2 separate regions of the Mus musculus genome follow, and region 2 is linked to region 1. A link is a contact called in public Micro-C data. All regions are on one chromosome and are shown on one strand. Each heading gives the region's core, a stretch centred on a gene start, on an enhancer-like site or on the middle of the called end of the contact. The rest is flanking DNA. Distances are from core to core; before and after follow the strand shown. Region 1 holds the start of Gpam (glycerol-3-phosphate acyltransferase, mitochondrial). Region 2 has its middle 14 kb from the start of Tectb.

What was found. A called contact is a pair of places that touch in the nucleus more often than the background predicts.
Region 2: a contact with region 1 is called in a Micro-C map of granulosa cells, with 3 times the contacts expected there. The contact joins the enhancer-like site here to the promoter of Gpam in region 1. A contact is called at or near these places in 8 of 484 Hi-C or Micro-C datasets (the Ba/F3 cell line, cerebral cortex, cortical glia and 4 more), 4 of 115 datasets of contacts at active chromatin or transcription factors (the SCID.adh cell line, embryonic fibroblasts, embryonic stem cells and 1 more) and 2 of 9 other capture datasets (adipose tissue and pancreatic islet).

The regions. Positions count from the first base shown.
Region 1 is chr19:55,095,084-55,101,158 of GRCm38.p6, forward strand. Gpam (glycerol-3-phosphate acyltransferase, mitochondrial) reads right to left here and starts at 4,394. Exons shown (of 21, transcript NM_008149.4): 1 at 4,246-4,394; 2 at 2,414-2,544; 3 at 1,038-1,160. The coding sequence starts at 2,515. Gm31356 (a long non-coding RNA gene) reads left to right here and starts at 4,460. Exons shown (of 3, transcript XR_001782666.2): 1 at 4,460-4,549.
Region 2 is chr19:55,163,651-55,169,406 of GRCm38.p6, forward strand. No RefSeq gene overlaps it. Among named protein-coding and RNA genes, the nearest start is that of Tectb, 14 kb to the right of the region's middle. Within about 2 kb of position 2,026, at least 25 of the 459 cell types and tissues checked have an H3K27ac peak or open chromatin away from gene starts, as enhancers often do. A contact at or near this core is called in the SCID.adh cell line and granulosa cells, where this site is marked.

The sequences.
Region 1 (6,075 bases), core at 3,144-5,643:
ATAGCCACCACTCCACAACAGCCTGTTACACTATAGCCATCCAACCCCAGGCCACAGTCACCACTTGACAGTAATTCCCTGTGCAGCTCTAGTTTACAATACACTGTAGCACTTCACTTGCAATACTGTTTAGCGAAGAACCACAGTTTAGGTATTGTTTTGCATTCAAAATTAGAATTAGGTGAGAGGCCAGTCTAAAAGGAAAAGCCACATGACCTTCTATTTAAATCTTTGTTTCTCCTACCCTCTAAATCAAAATGGCCTCACCCCTGGACTGGCAATTCTCAAGCCCCTTCAGTTGTAATGAATTCTTGCATTACAGCCCTTAGAGTTTAAAGGCAGCATCTCTAACAAGCCATTCTTTAGCAGACCTGGACAATGGGTAAGAACTGTTCAGGCTCTGCTAAAGCTTGCTAATGTTAACAAATACCTTTATGCCAGACTCAGAACTGAACCTCCTGCCAAGTCAGCTCAAGGGGAGAATTTACCAGCACAGTTAGCCGCCGTTCACACAAGTTATAAACAACCTCTGTAAAAGGCGGTTTCTGGGTCCTAAGTATTTGATCCATCTCAGGAAGAGCTCAACATCTAACACATCCCTTTAAAACATAACTCTCACCTTAGAGCAGTCGGGAAGGAAATCCTCTCTGCTAACTCACCCCGCCACCAAATGCCATCAGCAGCTCACCTTTCACCCAGTTGGCTCTTCTCAAAGAACGCAGAAGGTGGTGTGACACGCTTATTTCTCAACAAAAGAACAAAACCAAGGGTACTCTTGGGGGCCAAAAGTCAGAACCCAGCAGGTACTGAGCACTCCATCAACACTATGAACTCAAAGAAAAACTGACTCTCCCCTAACTGAGGTCCAATAACATTTAATAAATGAACAGCAATAGAAATTAAGTCCATTTCTTTACCCGAAATGTTTGGCTTATAAACAGGGGTCTCGGTTCTAAAGGAGTCAAGTCTATTAAGACCAAAGACAAAACCCACAAAACTGAAAACCCTCTGCAACAGCAAAGCATGGTGGTCCTTACCCAGCTCTGTGGCGTGCAGGAATAGCAGCACCTTCCCACGAAGGGCCTCTTCCGGCTCATAAGGCTCTCCTTCCATTTCAGTGTTGCAGATCTGAAGAAGGTAGGTTTGAACCCACAGTCAACCTAGCAAACATAAAGCAGAAATTGTGTCTAAATGGCAAACACTGTTTTGATCCTCCTGGTCTATTTCAAATAGAAGAGAAAATGACGCTGTTCTCATTGTCAGCAGTGTAACTACGCGTGCCGTGAGTGTTTTTCATGTAAGGTATCTTGTTTCACCATCACCACTTGGATAAAACTTTGGTACAGAAGAAAAAGTTGATTTTCTAAAATGTGCTCGATGCAGCATTCACAGGTTTAATCAACAGAGTTATGATGCTCACCACAATATGAATGGATAGAAAAATCGGGCATCCATATTACCCAGTGAATTATTATTTAGCCACAAAAAGGAATAAAAACCAAAGAAGCTAAGAGCTAGTTATGTTAACAATAACCCAACACACAAAAGCCAACTACTGCCTTTCTTACAAGAACAAGCTGAAAATGTGAACCTCATAGAAGCAGAGATAGAAGAGTAACCCCCGGGGCCAGAGGGACTTCTGACAGTGGGATGAAGAAGTCACACTCCAAACCCCTGTGCTCAGTCAACCTTATGCCCTTCCAAAGCACACACTACTCCCATACTCCCACGGGAAAACCACGCAGGCTTGACACAGTGAGCAGGTGTTCTTACAACAGTTTAGAAGAAAAACAAAGTATGTTTAATGACATTCTGTTACCAGGAGCATTTAAAGCCTAGAATTTGAATCACAGCCACATCACCTGACCAGAGTCAAGTCCTGTCCTTCAGATTATTCTTTAACTTTCTGTTCATTGTTTTTCAGATCCCACGGATACAATGTTCTTAAAAACAACCAATTAATATCAATTTTTGTTGAGGTATTTTAAACACTCCATGTAATGCTGAATTAGTACCACCACAAGAAAATGCATGCTTTTCAATTAGTTTAATAAACAAGTTTCCTGTTTTTTATGTTTTAGAGTTAATTTCCATTATAAAACTCAGGCTTACTAAATATAAGTTGTGTGGTAGATACTAAAAGGAAAAAAAAAATGTTTAAGCACACTACACAAAACAATGGTTACTATTTTGCCTCCATACAAGAAGTTTTATTTTTTAAATACAATTACTGCTCTGAAATTTTCCACCCATTTTTTTTTCTTCCCAGTTAATACTACCAAAAATTTTAAATCTTAGATTGTAAAAACACCATTTCTAAGAGTCGGAAGCAGTTTCTTTGATGATTAATCTCTACTTGATATCACTGCAAACATTTTAAGTGGGCTGTGATGAAGGCTTCTCGTCAACTTACCCAGTCCTCACTGGTGTGTTTACATCGGCCAAGGCTGTATTCCGATGAACTGGGCAGATAAGAAACGTCTATTGTGCCAACTGTCACTGAAGACTCCTCCATGGCAGAACGTGCAAGTCCCAAACCATGTGCTGTAAGAAATAAGCACTACTCAAGGAAGTATCCAGAGAGTAACCCCGGGCCTCAAACTGCTCATCTCCTCACAGTTCTGCTTAGTAACAAGATATTACATGAACTGACAGATTGCTAGTGTAGTGAGTAGCAGCAAAAAGCTATAGCTTGGTGGTAGAGTGCTCATCTGGCCCGATCTGTTTACATGTCTGCTAAACTGCCCTGACCTCAAAGGTCAACATTCACAGACCAGTATTTTCCGAACATACAAGGATACAGCAGCTGTAGCCTTCAGATTCCTGGGCAAAACTGTCATGAGAAGTCACTTGTAAAAAAAAGGAAGACAACTTCAAAATAAGGCACTTGTAATAATACTGGCTTGCAACGAATAATTATTTCACTTTTGTTAATAACTGAGTATCCCTGGGAGGATAGAGACAAAAACTTTTTTATTATTTATTTATGGATGTGTGTGCATGTATAGGCATATACATATGAGTGCTGGAGGAGGCCAATACTGCACATCAGATCCCTGGAGCTAGGTCGTGAGCTACCTGATGCAAGTGCTGGGACCAAACTCTGATCCTCTGAAAGATCAGCGGGACTGTTAACCACTGCGCCACATCTCCAGCCCCAGCGTAAGCTTACTTGGTAAGACATTTTATATGTATGAATGCAGCTTTTTTTAATTTTTAAAAACCTTATATCATCTTTATTTAATTATTTTAGCTGCTGGCTTCCCCCTGCCCCCCAGCATTAGATTCTTCTCTTAAAATCAAAATCCACCTTCAGTGAGAGAACACTGTTCTCTAAGAGGAACACCTGGACTCTTTACAATCCCCACGTGGATTTGCTCCGATAACTGTTTAGCCTCAAAACAACATCTGCCCTTAGCCGTTCAGCATAAGCAATCAGCTGACACCAGAGATCAGTAAAGCACCCCATCTGGTGGGAAAAGTTCTTTATTATAAAGATTCGACGCCCCCTCCCCCTACCAACTTCCGGTTCTGAATGGCCACACAACGGAGGGGGGCCGGGAGTGGGGGAGCACACTGCAGCCTGAGAAAAGAAATGAGGCGATCGGAGGAGGAAAGGGAGGCTTGTGCCAACAGACGTCCAAGCCTTGCTCCTCCAGCCCCACAGGGTTTACTTGAGGTCAAGCCAGATTTTTTTACAGGAGAGGGGAGGAGAATAAAAGAAAAGAATCCCAGAGGCTCTAAACAGCAGTGCTGAGCAGGGAAGAAAACAAAATCTGACAGTGGGCCACAGGCAGGGGCAAGGGGGCCCCTCTGGAGTTCAAGGCCCCGTCTGCACACCACGCATGTGAATTTGGACAAGTTGGTTAACTACTACGCCTTGCTTCTCCCATCTGGAAAATGGGCAGCATGCCACCCGACAGCTGTGTCCGGCTGCAGGGAGGGCAGGGGTCTCCATAGCACGCCCGGGACACTGTGGGGTACGCGGGGCTGCTGTCAGCGGGCGGTCCCTGGAGCCAGCTGCTCGCGGAGTCCCCCGCTGCCTCGGTTTCCCTCCCGGCCCCCCGGGACGGAGCGTGCTGGGATGTCAGCCCTGCTGGTGCTGTCACTGCAGCCCGGTCCCTGGAGCGATACCGTGCCCACCCATCCGGGAGCCCGGCCCACTCCAGGGGGAACCCGGGTGTCCGCCCCGGACTCTTGCAAAGCCTCGGGCGGGCCCAGGGAGAGCGGCGCCCACCCACGCACCTGACCCCGCGCTCCGGCCCAGCGGCGTCTGCAGCCGCAGCCCGCACCGCGCACAGCGCACCGCGCTCCTCTCCACCCGCCCGGCAGCTCGCGCCTGGGCGCACGCAGCTGCCAGCGCTTCGGCTCTGCGCCTGCTGCAGCGGCGCGCCGCGATGACGCGGGCGGCGCGCGGCAGTGACGTCGGGGCTGCCGGCCGCCAGGCTTAGCGTAAGGCGCTTGGAGGAAGGGGACGGTGGGGACGGAGAGCATGGGGAGTGAGCCTGATGTCTACACTGCCCAAGCTGCATGCTTCGTGCATCGGCCGGTGGGTCTGTCTGTCTGTCTGCCATCTCCCTTGCGTGACCTCAGCTAGCCTAGGCTAGCACCAGGCCCTGTCCTGTGGCGGAATGCATTCGGGCTGCGTGGGTTTAGGTACTTGTGCGTGATCTTGCCTTTTTGTATGTGAGACCAAGCTCAATTTGTGAAGAATGAAGAGGCAAGGACTGCAGAGTGCAACGTTGTGAAATGTCTGAGTGACCGAGCCCGCAACGGCGAAAAAAATGTAGAATAGACAAAGGAAGGCTTGAAAGATAACTAAAAACATGCCCATAGCTCCCTAGAACCCAAATGCCTGGGCCCAGCACATCAGACATAAACAGAGAGGCCGCTCCTCTCCCTCTGTCCCCAGCAGTTGTCCCTGCTGTGGCCCGGAGATGCTGTCCCTCTCCTGTTGTGCTTCTGCCTCTCATCCCAGCACTCTGTAGTCCCAGAACTGCTTCTCCAAGCCTTCCCTTCCACCCCATTCCTCCATTATCACAGCCTCCTGCGACATCTCAAAGATTAACCAGAGCACCATGTCTCAGGTCCTCATCCATCGGTGTCAGACTGCAAACCCATGGCAGCGACAGTGCCTTACATCAGGGTCCTAATTAATATGTTATAATAAGCACCCAGTAAATACTGGGAGCTGAGGCACAACAAGAAAAACTAGATTTCCTTAGCTTGAACTTTCCACTTCTCTTTATAAACCCATCCTACAAAGCAAATATTCTCTTCTGGGAAACAACCCCAGAGAGTAGAAGTGGCCATTCATCAAGGACCCTGCCTTGATTTAGCCTCACATGTACCTTAGCAAAAAAAAAAAACAAACATACTTCACTAAGGCTCTCAAGGAGTGTATATTGGCTACAAAGAGTAATTTCTTATCCCAAAACATTGTGAAATTTTGTGCACAGGATACAGGGGCCCTAACAACAAAACAGGCATGGAAGGAAAGCATGAAGAAAAACTTTAGATTGATAAAGAAGATAAGAGAAATGAATTAGACTGACAAAGAAATTCTAAAATGTAAGCCATATGGAAAGTGTGTCTTACATAAAACTCAGTCATAGTGACTCTTCTTGCACAAGAGTGGCTGTGCATGTGAATGTGGGTTTGCCGTGCTAAGTTCTGGTTACATAATGAAAATTGTTTTGGAAACAGGTGGCACCCTAAGCAATTTATTTTATCAGCAGAGTGATTTATAGTAACCAGTCTAGCCAGTCAAGATGGAGCAACAGGGGAGAATTTGCTGTCTTATTTAATACAAGAAAAACCAAACAGGCAGTATAAAACAGTGACATTCAAGAATCAGACATTCTGTACCTTAGGTCGACAGTCCAAGGGGAGGCACACAATGAGCTGAACCCTGTACTTGCTTTGGCTTATCACCTAGAGAGAGTTATCAGGCTTCAGTACAGAAAGAAGGAATTCAGCCAGGTTTAGGTAGACTGAAATGAGGAGATAGAATTGAGAGACTATGGGTGTCAAAGCAGGAGCAACATCAGAGTACCAGAGAGGAGAAAGCTATGT
Region 2 (5,756 bases), core at 776-3,275, 66 kb after region 1:
AAATGTGTCTTTTATATCATGAATAAGAACATGCTTAAAGATCAATTTTTAATTTTTTTTTAAGTTTTTTGAAGCAGGGTTTCTCAGTGTAGCCCTGGCTTTCCTGGTACTCACTTTGTAGACCAGGCTGGTCTCAGACCCAGAGACCCACCTGCCTCTGCCCTCCAAGTGCTGGGATTGAAGGCGTGCGCCACCATGTGAAGCCAGTGGTGGTTTCAATGAAAGATTTTAAATTGTAGAACAGAGAAGGGGATGTGGTTCCACGGGTAAGGTCACCTGCTCCACAAGTGCAAGAGCTGAGTTTGGAGTCTCCAGAACTCATGTTAAAAGCCAGGCATGACTGCACAGGGCTGAAACCCCAGCACTGGAAAATTTGAACAGCCCGCCTAGCTGAAACTACTAACGTCCAGCTCAATGAAAGAATCTGTGGGCCTTTACTCAAATGGTTTACACTACTATACCCCTTTCCATCTTTGCCTTTGAATATTTGAAATTATTCATGAGCGATCCTGACCATCTAAGACATGAATGTGTTGAAGGAGGCCTGGGTTGTGGGATCTGTGGGGTAGTCTGACGCAGAGAGGCAAGCAGGGGCAGTCAGCACAATTATCATCACTCAGATACCAATCAGTGGAAGTGAATGCAATGGCCTCAGCAGAGGTGAGGGGCAAGGAAGAAGATATACAGAAGAGGAAGTTAGTAGGGACTTACAGTTCAGATAAATGTTAACAGTTGCAGGAATAAGATGTGGGCCAGAGTTCAGTCCCCAGGGATCACAGAGGTCCTACTGTGTGCTGCAGCTGGAAGTGATAATCACAGGACAACAGCAGCTTGTAAGCTGGGAGCTCTCAAGGATGCCTGGGAAGGGCACAGTTAAAGATAGCAGCAGCAAGACAAACACTGAACTAGATCAAAGTTTATACAGAGGTTGCTTCAAGGAGATCCAACTCTGTGTTTGTCTCTCTGCTTCCATAATATTTTATATGTTTCCTAAAAGTTATAATATTTCTGCAACAACTGTGTGTTATTTCTGTAGTATGCACAGCAAGCTAGAAAAGAAATTGAGAAGATGAGAGGAGGAAATGTCCCAAGAAGACTGATGGGGGCAGGGGGAGCTGAGGAGAGTTGAGGAGTGCTGAGGAGGAGCTGAGGAGAACTGAGGAGGAGCTGAGGAGAGCTGAGGAGGAGCTGAGAAGAAGGTCTCTGAAGAAAGCTGAGGAGGAGCTGAGAAGGAGCTGAGGAGAGCTGAGGAGGAGCTGAGCAGAAGGTCTCAAAGACCAGAAGGGAGCTGAGGAGAGCTGAGGACGGCTGAGGAGAAGCTCAAGAAAACTGAGGAGGAGCTGAGGAGAGCTGAGGAGAGCTGAGGAGGAGCTGAGGAGAAGGTCTCAGAGAGCAGAGGAGAGCTGAGGAGAGCTGAAAAGGAGCTGAGGAGAGCTGAGGAGGAGCTGAGGAGAGCTGAGGAGGGCTGAGGAGTGCTGAAGAGAAGCTGAGGAGAAGGTCTCAGAGAGCAGAGGAGAGCTGAGGAGAGCTGAAAAGGAGCTGAGGAGAGCTGAGGAGGAGCTGAGGAGAGCTGAGGAGGGCTGAGGAGTGCTGAAGAGAAGCTGAGGAGAGCTGAGGAGAAGGTCTCAGAGAGCTAAGGAGAGCTGAGGAGAAGGTCTCAGAGAGCTGAGGAGAGCTGAGGAGAAGGTCTCAGAGAGCTGAGGAGAGCTGAGGAGAACTAAGGGAAGCTGATGAGGAGCTGAGGCGAGCTGAAGAGGAGCTAAGGAGAAGGTATCAGAGACCAGAGGGGAGCTGAGGAGAGTTGAGGAGGAACTTAAAAGAATTGAGTAGAGCTGAGGATGAGCTGAGGAAAGCTGAGGTCTCAGAGAGCTGAGAATTGCTGAGAGCTGAGGAGAAGGTCTCAGCCAAATACCAACAAACCTCTGCTCAGAGTCACTTCTCAAGGCCTGTCTCTGCCTGTACTCTCATGAGCTATAGTCATTGCAACCTTTAGTCAGAGATAAAACACCCTCAGCTGCAAGGCTGACTTCATTATCAGAAAGACCTTGTGTGGGTGACCTTGTAGCTTTTACAACATCTGCCTACCTACCAGTCTCTCTCCACTTAGGAAAATATGAGACAGACAGATGTTTAGATAGAAGACAGATAGGTAGATAGATGACAGAAAGGCAGTTAGACAGATATAGATAAACACATGTATGTAACTATGGATTGGCATATTATGAAGTACGTTGAGTTTGTTTGTTTGTTTGTTTGTTTGTTTGTTTGTTGGGTTTTGGGGGGGTTGTTTTGTTTGCTTTACTTTTTATTCCTTCCTTCAGTCCATCAACTCTGCCCTCCTTCCTTTTACACAGGGATGGACTTCATGGTCATTATTGCAGTTAACAAGTTCATACCTAAGTGAGACTCTTCAAGCCATTCATTCGTTCATTCCCCCCAGGAACCTGTTCCCAGTTCTGTGCAAGCTGGCCAGCGGGGAAAGCTTCCTGGTTGGCACCAACTTGATTTCTTCAAGAGCCGTGGCCAGTGTGTGTGTGTGTGTGTGTGTGTGTGTCCTCAGAAATAGGCTCTTAGCATCAAATTCTGCTAAGCAACCAAGAGCAACAGTGCTAGCCTGTGTTTCAATTTCTGAATGTCTTTTCTGTAACTTTCACCCTAACTTTTTTAAACCCGTGACTAAAGCATGTCAATTTGCTCATGGTCACAGAGTTATAGACAGAAACAGAACAGTGAGAGGATGTAATCAGAGGTTCTCAACCTGGGGGTCAAATGACCTTTTCACAGGGGTCACCTAAGACCATTGGAAACACAAATATTTTCATTATGATTTCATAACAGTAGCAAAATTACAGTTATGAAGTAGCAACAAAAAATAATTTTGTGGTTGGAGGTTACCACCAGACCCTGCTGTGGGGAGCCCTCTGCCTCTCTGAGGGAAGTCTGTCCTGAACTATGTAGATCTTGGAGGTATAAACAGGACTGTATGTGGATTTCCTATCTTAAACACCTATTTAAATTTACATTTTCATTGCTTTTTAATCCAGCCTTAAAGAGAATAGAAAGGGGACTTGAAACAAGACTCCTAAGCAGATTCTTAATGGCCCAGGCAACTAGTAGAGGACACAGTGCACACAGTCAGGAGGGGAGCAACACTGCATGACAACTAACTTAGTTGCTCAAAATCAACTTGCCAGATTGTTGTTTGACTTTTTTATTGCAAAAGAAAACTAAACCAGTGTACTAAGATCTCCCATTCTGGATCTTGCAGCACACACAAGTCCAATTCTGGGTGATCCCAAAAAAATTAATCATTATTCAAACTAACATATCACCTCACTAGATCACAGCCAAATAAAGCCCGACAACAGGGAACTGCAAATGAGACACTCCACAGGCTGAGTTGCAGGCAACTCTGGCTCTGGAACACAAGTTGGCCAACACAAAGCAAGGGATACAACAACCAGAAAAACACTTTGTCTGTGTCCCGCAGTGCTGCAGATGACAGGCAGCACAAAGGGCTGACCCAAATTCTTCCTGTTGGGGATGATGGTACTTGCTCTGCTTTCAGTGGGAGAAACAACACTGTGAGATCGGAGGCAACTGAAACCTCTCGGAAGTCCCCAGATGTTTGAGAGCAGCCTCTTGATAGCCTCTTGATGACTCCCTGAGAACCTAACCAATAGAAGCCTGAGGAACTCCTACTTAAAGAACCACAATGGTATAAATGATTCAAGGTTAAACACCTTCTACTGTCATGAGTACCTCCTCTTCATGCCCTGACACATAAACATACAGATTCCCATCTTAACACGACTCCACTTGAACACCACGCCACACCACCACAGTCCCTTCTACCTCAACACCCACCATTACTGAAACAATTACACCACAACCATGCACTTTCTCCTGGTTAGCAGAGGACTCGGCCAGAAATCATACCACTGTGTGTCATCATTTAACATTCAGTGTTAAATGTTGGGGTCCAGCTGGGTAATAGAGATTCCAAGTCAGAGACAGTACCATCCCCGATGGTAGAGTGTGGGGCCAGGATGCAACAGAAATACTCAGAGCCATTAACACAAACCTGATAGCCCCAAAGGGGTTAGAAACTGATAACATTCAAACAGACTGTAAAAAACGAAGACACACCAAGATTTCCTGTGAGCTGGAACAGAGTTCCCCCAGGTCCTTTCAGTGAGGAAGCACGTTTAAAACCACCATGATTAGACCAAGACATTATTTGTCTTTTGTCCTAGGCTGACATTTGCACTAATCATGTGCCAACCATGACAGATAAAACCTCTCTCTCCTTAACCAGAACCAAGTTGGCAAGAGCACCAAACTATAACAAAGGCCATATCTGTCAACATAGCACACCTCCAGGGATTTTTTAAAAAGCAATTTGAATTTTGTTTTTAGTTAAATGAGTCCTTGATGAAGCAGCAAGTTACTAATTAAAGTAGGTTCTTTCTGGTTATCTATATAGCTTTTTAATAACGATATTGCATATAGCAAAGTGGAAAGCATACATAAAAAACTACATATCAGGGCCAGTGAGATGGCTCAGTGGGTAAAAATGACTGCCACCAGACATGATGACTGAGTTCAATGCTCCCAGAACCCACGTGGTAAAAAGCAGAAACCAATCCTAAGAAGTTGTCTTCTGGACACCACCTTGGCTCAGGGGCACCTGTGCTCCTGTACACCCACACATAAACACACACGATAAATACAAATGCATATAATAAACAAGAACTGCATACCAGACTGTGCCTGGTCATTACTTTAAGCAAGATTTGTTTGAATTCACCTATGGGCCCTCCCCTTGTTCACAGAGCACTCTGTGTACTTCAGTGAACAACTGACAAGCAAGTTATGATGTTTAGTCTGGGATCTTTGATGATCTTGTGAACGAGCGAGGGAGCTTGCCAAATAACAGCTGAAGATGTTTGTTTTCGGTGATAAAAGAGCTTTTGAGCCAGCCGTGAGAGCACTTGAGTGGAGGCAAGTAGACCAGGAATTCGAGGGCAGATCACTTTCTAAACTCTTCATTTCACAAGTGGAGTTTCCAAACTCTAGTGCCTTTAACACTCCCTGAGTTTTCTGATGAGACTTGGTACTAAGGAATGTGATTTTTACGTTGTTAATGGCCTGTCAATTGAGAAAAGGATAAGTAAAATTCAGAAAAAAAAAACAATATTGTCAAAAAGACCAATGCATAAAATATTCCTGACTAAAAACCTAATTAAAGCACAAGATGAGAGGCTGATCAGTAAGGAACTGTTTGGTGAGTTTCCATGAACTTATTAAAATAAAATGCCCACAGTTATGCTAAGGGTATTAACATAAGTATTAAATTACAATCATTAATTATTATTAAAAGCATTATTAATACATAAATAATATCAAAATCCACCAGTTTGTTGCTTTTCTCTGCTCTGGGACCACAAGAGTTTTCTGTGGTTTCTGTTATTTTGCTTCTCTTGGGTACATGCTAGAGATCTAGGCCTGGCAAATGCAATGCAAACTAAGCCATCCTCCCGTCTCCATTTTAATGGTGGGTTTATTTTGAAGATGAAAATACAAGTCACTCAAGGGCATGCCGTGTGCCACACCCACTCCAGTGAAAACTGTGTGACAGGCCTAAAGACTTGGATGCAGTCCCTAGGCAGAGTTTCACGGAAACTCGGTCTCCTGGAACCTTGGCACTAATGCTCCAAACCTGTCCCTGCATTAGTCGGTGTATGGATCTGTGT